Regions from separate parts of the Sus scrofa genome. Here region 2 is linked to region 1. A link is a contact called in public Hi-C data. All regions are on one chromosome and are shown on one strand. The core of a region is the stretch at or near the end of the contact, and the rest is flanking DNA. Distances in the headings are between cores, read along the strand shown. Region 1 holds the start of TMPRSS2 (transmembrane protease serine 2). Region 2 holds the start of RIPK4 (receptor-interacting serine/threonine-protein kinase 4).

What was found. A called contact is a pair of places that touch in the nucleus more often than the background predicts.
Region 2: a contact with region 1 is called in a Hi-C map of liver, with 2.7 times the contacts expected there. The contact joins the promoter of RIPK4 here to the promoter of TMPRSS2 in region 1. A contact is called at or near these places in 1 of 5 promoter capture datasets (liver) and 1 of 47 Hi-C or Micro-C datasets (liver).

Annotation. Positions count from the first base shown.
Region 1 is chr13:204,901,972-204,908,197 of Sscrofa11.1, forward strand. TMPRSS2 (transmembrane protease serine 2) reads right to left here and starts at 3,440. Exons shown (of 15, transcript XM_021071009.1): 1 at 3,419-3,440; 2 at 3,105-3,175; 3 at 1-159. The coding sequence starts at 3,119.
Region 2 is chr13:205,149,805-205,156,030 of Sscrofa11.1, forward strand. It overlaps RIPK4 (receptor-interacting serine/threonine-protein kinase 4), which reads right to left and starts at 3,196. Exons shown (of 8, transcript XM_003132781.4): 1 at 2,956-3,196. The coding sequence starts at 3,137.

The DNA of each region.
Region 1 (6,226 bases), core at 2,190-4,689:
CGTCTGCACCCTCGGGGCATACTGGGGGACCGAGGGCGGGTGGTACTGAGCCGGATACGCCCCATAGGGCCTGTGGGCCCCGGGGGGCTGCGGGGGGTAGACACTTTCAGGTTGGTATCCGTGGTTTTCATAGTAAGGCCCGACACCTGGCCGCGATCCCTAAACAAGGAAAGAAAGAGACGAATGACACAAAGTCAACTTACCCTAAAGACTAAATGCCCCATCACCCTCGGGCGAGATACTGGAACAGCATCGAGCTGTAGGCTCCTTTAGAGTCTCCTTAATTACGTCCAATACAAAACTCACCTGGAAGAAATACTAACCAGCATTTCCGATTAACTGGCAATTGTTTTTCTTTGGTTTGTTTCTTTACTCTTCTTCTTTTTTCTCTTTTTTGGTCACCCTACAGCCTATGGAGTTCCTGGGCCAGGGATGGAATCCCAGCCACAGCTGTGACCTAGGCCACAGCAGTGGCAACACTGGGTCCTTCACCCACTGTGCCGGCTGGGGAATCAAACCTGCAGCCAGCATTCCAGAGACACTGCGGATGGCTTTGCACCACAGCAGGAACTCCTACTATTCATTTTTTGAAATAGAGAAAATAGCCAATACTTAGATTTAGAAACAAACTAAAGAGGAGTTCCCGTAGTGGCTCAGCAGTAATGAACCCAACTGGTATCCATGAGGACACAGGTTTGATCCCTGGCCTCACTCAGGGGGTTAAGAATCCGGCGTTGCCGTGAGCTGTGGTGTAGGTCACAGACGTGGCTCGGATTCCGTGTTGCTGTGGCTGTGGTGTAGGCTGGCAGCTGCAGTTCTGATTGGACCCCTAGCCTGGGAACCTCCGTATGCTGTGGGTACGGCCCTAAAAAGAAAAAAAAAAAGGAAAAAGAAGTCTGGGAATGAGCCAATCCCCATCCCCTGAGAATGGGCTTGGAGTAAGGAACAAGGGTACCAGAATTACAAGGAGAAAAAATAACGCCTGACATTGGTGAACTCCTCTGCAAGAGGGTCTGTACCCCTGCCCTCTCTGAGGCCTGACCCTCACCCCTAAGATGCTCCAGCTATGACCGATAGACCCATTTTGCAGACAGGAACATAAGGGACAAAGATGAAGAGATCAAGGCGTTCCCTTGGTGGTTCAGTGATTAACGATTCTAACCAGCATCCACGAGGATGCAGGTTCGATCCCCGAGGCCTCACTCAATGGGTTAAGGATCCGGCATTGCCATGAGCTGTGTGGTGTAGGTCAAGGACGCGGTTTAGATCCTGCATTGCTGTGGCTGTGGCGCAGGCCAGCAGCTTAGCTCTGGTTTGACCCTTAGCCTGGGAACCTCCATATGCCATAGGTGCAGCCCTAAAAAAAGCAAAAAAAACCCAAAATCGACCTAAAGGATCTGCCACTGAGGGAGCCGCTGGCAGATGTGCTGCCATGAGCAGCTTTGTCCAGCACGGGCCTTAGTGCTCAGCGTGTGCCTTCTGCAGCCTGTCCCAGCGAATGGAATTTCTGGGGCACAGCGTTAACACACACCCAAAGGTGGAAGGAGCACCCTGCCACAGCATCTCGCTCTCAGCTCCATCCTTCCTTCGGCTGGTTTCTGTCTTAGAATGCCTTCCCCTCCCCCTCTGCCTACTTAAGAATTGCCCGCTGGGGCCTGGCCCTCAGGAGCCCACCTTCTGACACCACGGCCCCCCCAGCCCCCCTCCCCCCAGGCCCCAGCAGCCTGCGACCTTGCGCTGCTTTGCCCTCTTATCTGTGCATCCTCCGGGCAAATGTGTTCCCACTGAGTCATTTCTCCGCTGCTCTGGGTTGAGGAGAGCCCAGGGAGGACCAGCATCCTGAGCAGAAGCAATTCGGTGCTCCGAATTTTCAGCGGGGCCCCCAGGGCAGCGCGATTAGAAAGCAATGAGCCCAGGGCGAGTTTTAATAACTCACCAACCAACGGCTCTTTCAAAAGTCCAAAGATTACACTCTAAACCAGACCGGTCACAGAAGGAAAAAACAACATGTAATCTCTAATCTAAATGGGGAACCAGAGGCAAAAAAAAAAGAGGCACGGCCGGCCTCTGGCCTGTATCTGCAGCATCTAGGAACAGGCTGTCCTCCCCAGGAGAGCTGGGGCAAGAGCGCCAGTTTGTCCCTGTGAATTCCTGTTCCGGAGACTTGAAATTTTATTTTATTTTTTTACTTTTGTCTTTTTTAGGGCCGCACCCGCAGCCTATGGAAGGTCCCAGGCCAGGGGTCGATTCAGAGCTACAGCCTACACCACAGCCACAGCAACGCCAGCTTCAAGCCTCATCTGCAACCTACGCTATAGCTCATGGCAACGCCAGATCCATAACCCACTGCGCGAGGCCTGGGATCGAACCCACATCCTCATAGATACCAGTCAGAGTCTCAACCTGCTGAGCCACCATGGAACTCCCTGAAATTTTAAGAAGATTGAGTGAAAATAAGTACTACCCAATAAAGGGGTGGGGGCGGGGGTGCCAAGGTCTATTTTCCAGAAAGAGGAGAGAGGAAATTTTTGTTATGAACTACAGTTCTTTGCTAAAGGCACTTATTCCCAGGTATAAGACGATCGGTAAGGTGCCAGGGGGAATAAAGACATTTGTCTGCGTGTGAGGCGGGGGGTGGGGGTGGGGGGCAGTTCAGGGATAGACCCAGTGTCCCATTCTGTCACCACCTTTCCCAGCCTACCAGGAAGCGAGGCCCCGCTGTGCTCTGCCAGCTGGTGGTCCATCCCGCCCTCCTTCCCCCCAGGTCTCACTCCCTTGTACCACCATCCTGCCTCTATCTGTCACCGCACCCGCTCCTGTCCCCTGCCCCACCCCCACTTGGAGCAGGAAGAGAAGCAGCCCAGGGAAGAAGCCCATCACCCACACCACCCACCGCTCCGAGACTCCCAGCCGTGCACCTGTCATGGGGCTCCCTCCGCCCCGCTCCTGCTCACCCCTAACCCCAGGAACACCTTCGCAGCACCCACAGGACACATGCGTTCCCCATGGTGGCTCCTAAAATGCTGACCAACAGGTACCGCTGGAACTAACAGAAGGCACAGGGGACAGAGGAAAGGCCAGGGAGGTAATAATTAACCACCTACTGAGTTTAAAGCCATCCTGATTTTATCAGCAGCATCAGGTACAGGTAAGTATTTGGAACTTTCAAGTTGACCTAAAAGAAAGAATGACAAGACTGTAAAATTTCCATACCGGTGAGCTGGCAGAAGATGAATCAAGAAAGAACCAGAAGGCTCTCTGGGTGAGGGCCACTTTTCTCGGGAACCAGGGCGGCTCTGCCCGTGCCCCTTAGCCTTCGCTGCAGCGTCTTTTCCTGCAGCCGCTAGTCCCAAAGGAGCCTGGGCCCCGCTTGCCTGCAGCTTGAGTTCAGGGCTTCCCGCACCCACCCAGCACCCACCAGGAGGACCAGACTTTCCCAACGTCATCTTCACCAAACGCAAAGAGAAACGGGCACAGGGACCCCGAGGAAGGAGGGCAAAGCCTGGGGTCAGCTCCTGGCAATGCCATGTCCTGAGCTGTCACCAGACAAGTGGCCTCGCCGAGTCTCGTGCAGCAGCAGATGCAGGCATCACATGGGCTTGTTCAGGAGAGGATTTAACGCCAGACACAGGCAGACACCTCACGGGCCCGGTGGCAGGTGCGGGAGTGTGTGTGCGGTGAGACTCCTTGGGCAGCAGCCCACCCCACCTCTCCCTGGTGGAGCAGGTGCCCTAGAGCTTAGTACCCGAAGGCAGCCACACCGGACTTTCCAAATAAGCCACATGGAACCGCCCCCATCTTCACAAACACATAAGTTAAAAATTCCTTAAACCACATGCTTACCCCCCAGCCATGCCGCTCGCTCCCTCAGATCCAGGAGAGAAAGAAATTCACCACCTCGCTGGGGTTTCTAAAGTAATGACGCGGAAGCTCTGGGTCGCCTTGTTTTCTGACACGTGTGCACAGTTAACCGTAACATCTAGAAAGACTGGCCACGTGAAAAGTTGATTCTACATGACTCTCCCCATCCTGAGCAAACGAGGGCTTTTTCCACTGCTCCTGGCTGCCTTGAGATAACCACACAATGCTTCGAGAAACGGCCTTTACACGCATCCATGCGAAGGCTGGTGTCCCCAGACGAAAGCTTCGATCTGGACCCATCTGGGCTGCGACCTGACCAGATCAGGACGGAACAGCTTTCATCTGTTCAGTGCCTGGCACGAGGCAGGGGCTCGAACACAGCAGGCAGCACAGCACAGCTGCTAAGCCCATGACCTCTGCGACGCGACCGTGGGTGCAAGCCCCAGCTCAGTCACGCTCTAGCTGTGACCAGGGGCAAATCGGTTCCCATGTCCAGGCCCTGGTTTTCTTGTCTGCAAGGGAAGGATGCAGGGAAAGGAGTAACAGTACCACCCGCTACAGAGCTGCTGGGGGACTGAAACGAGGCAATGGTGAGGTTCTTAGTGCCTGGCACGCAGGAAGCGCTGCATACGTTTTTGTTAATAAAATGGTCATATATATAAAATAGATACGAACAAGGCCCTACTGTACAGCACAGGGATGGCTACCCAAGGTTCTGTAATAACCTACAAGGGAGAAAAGAATGGGTATGTGTGTGTAAACGTGAAACTGATTCACTGGGCTGTGCACCTGAATCTAATACATTGTCAATCAACTATACCCCAAGACGAAAGAATTTTTTAAGTGATCATAAAGCTGATAAATGGTGAACAGCCCCCAGAAGCAGGATGGGCCCGATTGGCAGCATTTGCAGATGTGTATCAGAAAAGTGTCCTCAAGAGACTAACACGAAATCCACCAGCTCTGAAAACCCAATGGGGCCAAATGCCGCACAGCCAGCTCCCTCCTGGCGCCGCCTCTCTGACCACCAAGCAAAATTATTATTTGATGCATTACACTTAAAAAAAAAAAACGCAAACACGAATTTGCTGTAAACACAAGTATGGCTGCTTAATCTTGGGAAACCTCGTGGAACAGGTCACAAGAAAAACACACCCAATGTGTATTTACCCTTCATGTAAAGAGATAAAATAAAAGAACCAGTTTGTACTGATAGCTTTGAGATTTTTTCTTAAGATTAAAAAAAAAAAAACAGAGTCAACCCCTTTCCGGGTACGAGGGAAGAAAACTGACAGCACACAGCAGCAAGGGAGCGGCGTTCTGAAAGCACACAACATTTAAGCCTTTGAGTGGGTGTGATTATCGCAATTTAATAACCTTTCCTACCGCTGCTCTGTAAAGAGAGAGGGATCCGGACCTGACAGCAGCATAAAATCCTCTGGTCTCGGCAGGAAAAGCTCTGTGCCTTCTTCAGATTAGTCTCAGGGGACTCCTGCCCCAGGGAACAGTCTCGTCTCTCTGGTTTCTCTGCCCTCTGTGGCTTCGCGCCATCTCCCCAGTTAGAGGTTTGGTTGAAGTTTCAGGAAATGAACATTCGATCCCACTGGCGGCTTTCCCGGTTTACGAGCCGTCTGAAAGGAGTGAGGCATCAACGCCCGAAACCCATGCTTCCTACTCATTCGGGACCCCGAACAGCGAGAGACCAGGAAGCCAGGGGTGCGGGGGGCCGCGTGGCCGGGGATTGGCCTGGAAAAGCCCGGGACCCAGACGTAACCACCACACGATCCTATCTCACCAGCGCTCCCACGACCCACAGAACCCTGGAGCCAGAATGCCAAGTGCACCCAGATCCGCTGCCATGGCCTTTGGGAGAGAAGACAAGAGTATGCTGCCTACAGCTCTCTGTGGCCAAAGAGAAAGAAAGAGAGGTCTCCCCGGGGAGTGTATGTGATGATGGGAGACAACTGGAGAGACCAGGAGATCACATTCCCTGCTGCGGTTCATCTCAAACAGGCAATTCCAGGCCCAGGCAAGACAGCAACCCTCTCCCACTGGCTTCTGAAAGGAGCGAGACAGCCTAGCTGGCGGGACACGATGCGGCTTCTCGAGTGTTCTTTCCTGTCAGTTAAAGGACGTGGAGGATGGCCCTTGGTTCCACAAAGCCAGCCTTGAGGAAGGGCTCTTCCTCGAAGTGACAAAGAGCCAAGCCACACACGTGCCCAAACTCCGCCCCCTCTTTGTTCCCGGCGAGGTCCCGCCCCGCCATGGTCACAGGACAGGACACGGCCATCTCAGGCCTCTCTGAGCTCTCCTTTCAGAGGCTGACTCACACCCCGAGTCACCTGCCTGGCCGCTGCTCTTCGGG
Region 2 (6,226 bases), core at 1,946-4,445, 250 kb after region 1:
CTGCCAGCGGCGCCCAGTTATCCTGGGCTTCCTCCCAGCTGGCGGCGGCGGGGGAGGGAAATGCTGGCAGAAGGGCCTCCGGAGCTGAATTCTCACCCAAACGGGGGTGCCCCCCACTAGACTCCGCCCTGGCCCTCACCATCCCCTAATGAGGGCCAGCAGGGGCGGCCTCACATCCCCAAATCCACCAGATGTGCCCATGAGGAGTGGGGGTGCAGATTGACAGGGCGTCACTTGTGAACCTCACCAAGGTGTCCCCCTGGGAACCTCAAGACAGGCCTGGGGCCTGGGAGCCCCCAACTGTCCCCACACAGAAGTACCAGCTCTCATGGCCTGGGGCAGCCTGCTGTTCCCAGGGACCCAGGTGGGTGCTGCGGATCAGGGGTGGGGCATGAAGACTGCAGCCAGGAGACCCCAGCCCGCCCGGAAGGAGAAGCAGCCTATGAACATGAGCCGGATCCACATCTGTACCTGTGGTGGGTCCCGTGTAGCCCGTGGAGGAAGCCCTGGGAATGAAAAGACCAGGCCTTGGTGGCGGGGGTGAGGGGTGCCAGCCTTCACACAGGTGAGATAAGATTTAGTTAGCCAGGAGGGGAACAGGGTTGGGGCTGCACCCAGGAACCCCAGGGAAACCCCATTCCCCACTCCAGGGAACACCGTGCAAGGAGAAGGGAGAGGGGGGGAGGCAGCTCATCAGAAGAACCCACATTTGGCAGCACGGGTGGCACCACTTCCAGGTCGAGATGCAACCCTGCAAGCCTGCGATGCAACCAGCTCCTCCTGCACCACAGAGGGAGGGACACACATGCCTAATGAGAACCTCAGACCAAAGAGAGTCAATTGCTTTGCAAAGGGCAGGGGTTCGACCATCTTCTCAGTCACAAAAATCAGCTACTGCCACTCCCGCCGAGGTCCAGCCTGCTCCACCCAAGTGCAAGCAGTGAACCTCTTCCTGGTGGGTGATGCTGACGCTGACCTTGCTGCCCAGTACATGCCACCACCTGCCTGGCTCAGGCAGGGCAGGAAAGCCTTCCAGTTAAAGGACAAAACGCTTTTCAATGGGCAATGCAGGACCCTAAGTGGGCTGCCTCAAGCAGAGAAACCCTATCTCCAACTGGGCCACCCAAGAAACAAGGTTGCTGGGAATAGCAGACTCTGAAGATGCAAGCTGATGAGTCAGCCTGGGCCCAGCCTGTTTACTAGGCTCTTCCAATACAAGATGCTGGTGTGAAAACCTTCGCTGATACAGAAACCTGGGCCAGAAAACTCGATCAGACAAATAAATGTCCCCAAGAGTGAAAAATACCCGCACGGCATGGCAGCTGGAGTCTCGTCTTTCAGGATCTAACGACTGGCGGGCACTCAAAAGTGGTTTGGATTTCATCAAAATAACCACAGCGCCCCTCCTGGCCTGAGAAGTTCTCTGGATCCCAGGCCCAGCTTCACAAGCATCTCACCTTTGAGTTAGTGATATTTATAGGACACTTATCACTGCTCTCTTGAAGTTTCCAAGAAACACTGGGTTTGAGGCTTAGAGCAAAGAGCCACCAATAGCTCTGCCATATCATCTCCTTGGCCAAGATGAAAACACAAAGCCACCAAGTACGGGGAGGGGGGACGGGGGGTTTCCTTCTATGGGGGATTGCAGGCGGTAACCTAGTCCAGCGACACACACAGCCACCCCTGGATAAGCATCACCACCATCCGAGGGCTGAAAAGCTGCAGTTTGGAGGCCCCATCACTCAAAAAGCATGGGATCAGAAACCCTGAGACAGCAAAGGCTATTCCGGGTTTAACAGGAGCCGCTTTTTCGTGTCTGTGTCTATTGGGGGCTGACCGCCTGAGGGAGCTTACAGAACACAAACAGCAAGTAACTTCCATGTAGAAGGCAAGCTTCACCAAAGGATAAGCCATTTAAATGCCCCCAGTTGAAGCCTGCAAATTATCAAAATGCAACCGCCAATGACGAACCTCCCCCCCGCCCCAAAAGAGCTCCTTTTCCAGACCCTCCTCCCACCCCCCAAATTATGCGCAGACCACACTCCACCGGCCAAGTTTAACTGGGGCAGCTCTGGGCCTTTCCAGGCGTCTTCACTAACTTGGGCAGGCCTGTTGTGGAAGGCCAGGCAGATGGGTCCCGGCTCTGAGGTCTTTAAACGGGTAAACCGGGGTCCAGGAGGGCACCGCCACCAAGCGGGTCAGTGCAAGCCCCCTCCCCAGAGGCTCGGCCTCGAAATTAAGACAGCTAAAACGAGAGCGCGCGGGCAGAAAGCGCCGGACCTTAGAAAAAGGCCCCCAGGCCGCCCGCAGGACCCCACCGCTAGGCCCACGCCAGGTAACGCCCACGCCCAAGTGCCCGGGCGCCGAGGAAGCCCGGCCAAGCCAAGCCAGGGCTTCCGACCGAAATAATTACCATCTTACACCAATTTGTGCTCCAAAGCAAATTACTAAGTACGTCGAACGGAGACTAACTCACTCACAAAGCCCAGATCCCCACACGGCAATTTTTCTAAGCAGGGCGCAGACCGCAGCACCGGGGTGGGTCCTGGGCGGGCCGGGCGCACCTCCGAGGGGCGCGGGTCCAAGGCCCGAGGTGGGCTCGCGACCCTGAAAATCCCGGGCTCACCGGAAGCCAGGTAACAATACTGGGCATTTGCATCTTCGGCAACGCGGCCCCCCGAGGTCCCCCGCAGGAGCCGCAGCCCGGGGCCGCGGTGTGAGCAATGAGACCCGGCGTCCCTCCGGCCGGGCAAGCGGCGCGGACACCGCCCGGAGCTCACGGGCTCGCCCGCCCGGCGCCTGGTCTCCCTCCCGAGGCTGCTCTGGAGGCGACTCAGGTGGAGAGAAAGAGAACGCCCGGCACTCCGGCACCCGGGCCCCCGCCGGCCGCTGCGAGGCCGGGCCCCGCTGCCTGCCGCCCGCTCCGGAGCCGCGGTCCCCGCCCGGGCCGCTGACCTGTCGTCGACGTGCAGGCTCGGCGAGCACTTGATGGCGAGCCAGGTCTTCCAGTGGACGTGGCGCACCTTGTACACCTGCCCGAAGCCGCCCGAGCCGACCTTCTCCCAGCCCGCGAACTCGCTCGCGTCGAAGGTGCGCAGCAGCCCCAGGGCCCACGGGCTCCGGCTCTCGCCCTCCATCGCGCGCGTCCAGCCGCCGCCCCGCGCCGCCGCGGCCGCCCAGGTGCCCAGGTGCGCGCCCCGCCCGCTGACGTCACGTCCGCCGAGCGCCCCGCCCTCCGCTGGCCCCGCCCCCCGGGCCCCGGGTTGGGGCGGAACGACCCACCGGCCGGTGAGGTCACAGCGCGCTCTCCCCCTGGTGCCCAGCGGGGGAAGAAGCGAGCGCCGCGCTCGGCTGGTGGCCTGCGAGTGTGCGTGCGTGCGGGCATGTGCATGTGTGTGTGTGTGTTTAGCTCACTGTAGAGTTATATGCAGTTGCAAAAAATAATGCACTCTGCCAAGGGTTGCCCCAGTGCTATCATTGCAAAACTGCAAAAGAAAGAAAAAAAGTAGATATTGACTTTGATGCAATCCACCGCTCTTTTTCAGATTTGCCCAATTTTATTTGTCCTTGTCAGCGAGTAATAAGGTGTATACAATGTTGTCACCTGTGTGGATTCGCGAATCTGCCGCTGGAGTCAATATACGGGGCATTAGATGGGCAAGAACCCCTCCTGTGGCCCTTTATAACCAAACTTCCAAGCCCTCCTCCCTCACCAACGTTTTCTCCGTTTCTAAAATGGTGTTATTTCAAAATACGGCACGTTTGCCACAGAAATCACAGAGCGTGGGAGCTTTTGGCCTTTTGCATTCAGCCCAACTCCCTTCACCTTTTCACACGGACGTTTCTACTTGGAAGGTAATTTTTTTTTTGAAAAATTACCCCAACATCAAATCTAAAGTGCATTCCAAAGACAGCGCAGGTTCCCACCCTTTCCTGGAGAACAGCCTCTCTTTACAAGGACAGGTCACTTGAAAAGGAAAGATGGTTTTCCACCAGCCGGGGTGGGGAGGAAATCCCAGCCGGAATGCACCCAGTTCTTGGAAAGATAACTGGGTCAGAGGTCAAGAAGTGTAACTGCGAACTTCCACGCCTAAAAAACACTCATTACCGTTCGACTGTGCAGTTTATTCTCAGCCAAATGAGATGAATAATGAGGACAGGATGGGGAGGCGAGAGGGGGTGTTTCAAAGACATCAACTGTATTTATGTGTGGTCACCAAAAGGGACAGGTTGGTCTTAGCCAGTGTATTGGAGCCTCAGACTTAGCTTTGTGTGTGTGTGTGTGTGTGTGTGTGTGTGTGTGTGTGTGTGTGCGCGCCCACACGCACGTGCACCTGGGGCATGTGGAGGTTCCCAGGCTAGGGGTTAAATCAGAGCTACAGCTGCCGGCCTACACCACAGCCACAGCCACAGCCACACAGGATCCGAGCTGCGTCTGCCACCTACACCACAGCTCACGGCAATGCCGGATCCTTATCCCACTGAGCAAGGCCAGGGATGGAACCCGCAACCTTGTGGTTCCTAGTTGGATTTGCGTCTGCTGTGCCATGACGGGAACCCGTCCTCAGACTTAGCTTTTATAGACCTTACTTTCCACTGGGCATATATAGTCTTGTTTTACAACCAGTAACTGACCCCCGTTCGCTCCCAGGGCTTCTCTTTGGTGAGCGCTCACACTTGGGGACACGACAGTGCATGTTCCAGGACCTCTTGGGAAGACCAGACAGCCTGGTCTTTCCCAGCCTGGTCCTTTCCCACATAATCTTGAAATCAAAATTTGATCTCTTGAGCCCGGAGTGGTTATTTCAAGCTTGTTTGTCATGAATGTAGCTAACATTTGAGCTAATATTGACAAAAATAATCAGAATCGAAAACATATAAAGATAACTTGAAATGTATAAACACAGTTGTTATTTTGGTGGGGGAGAATTGAACTGAGCAGAAAATGAGTCATTTGCACTGCCTCTGGCACCTCTCTCTCGACTCCCTGTAGAGTCTAGCGTCTCACCTACAGGAAGTTAAGCAGTATCAGTGACTAACAGTCCACACCAGTCTGGTAATAAAACACACCAATTTCATTTATTTAATCACCTGCTTGCTTCACTCGACAAATATTTATGGAGTGTCTGCTGCAGGCCCGGCGTTGGGCTCCCGGGCTGGGAAACCAGAGCCCACAGGGGCTTTGACAGCCAGCCCACAGCTGCAAGCAGATAGGGGGCAAATCCTGGCCAAGGCTGGGTGGATTGGCCCAGCTTGCTGCTCTGACTTCAGTGGGGTCCTCGTACCAGCCACTCAACCCACTCTGAGGGGCGGTTTTTTAATCTGTAAAAGGAAAACAAAGTCCCTTGCAAGAATTGTCAAGACAAGCTGAGTTCTAGACCCTCTAGGATTATGGGAGAGTGTTTATGTTAATGGTTTTTGGTCATTGGCCGGTAAGATTGACATTTCCAAGTATAAAAGTAACTTATGGTTAGAAACAGACCCATAGATATAAAGAACAAATGAGTGATTACCAGTGGGGAAAGGTGCAATATAGGACTAGGGGTTTAAGAGGTATATCCTATTATGTATAAAATAAGCCACAGGATACACTGTACAGCACAGGCAATACAGCCAATTTTTATGATAACTATAGAGTATAACCTTTCAAACTTGTACATCTGTAGCTTATATAATATTGTACATCGACTGTACTTCAATAAAATAAAATAAATCACTGAGTTTAGATGTTACAGTCCTAGAGTTCCCATTGTGGCTCGGTGGAAACGAATCTGACTGGTACCCATGAGGACGCAAGTTCCATCCCTGGCCTCGCTCAGTGGGTTAAGGATCTGGTGTTGCCATGAGCTGTGGTGTAGGTCACAGATGAAGCTCGGATCTGGCGTTGCTGTGGCGGCGGTGTAGGCCGGCAGCTGCAGCTCTAATTCGACCCCTAGCCTGGGAACCTCAGTATGCTGTGGGTGCGGCCTAAAAAGACAACAACAACAACAAAGTTACAGTTTCAATATTTTAGTGGTTATTTTAGCATTGTTTATTTTACAGTGTGAGAGGATAAACCTCTGCAGTTATACCTTGGCCATCCAAGAAAGCCCAAAGATAGTTTTTAGATGTAGAATATAAAATAGGTGACTCAAGAGTCTAAAGGAAATATTTATAGTCTTATTTTGTTGTGCAAGTATTTAATACAAATGCATAGCAAGTAATAGTGACAGACTAGGTGAAAAGA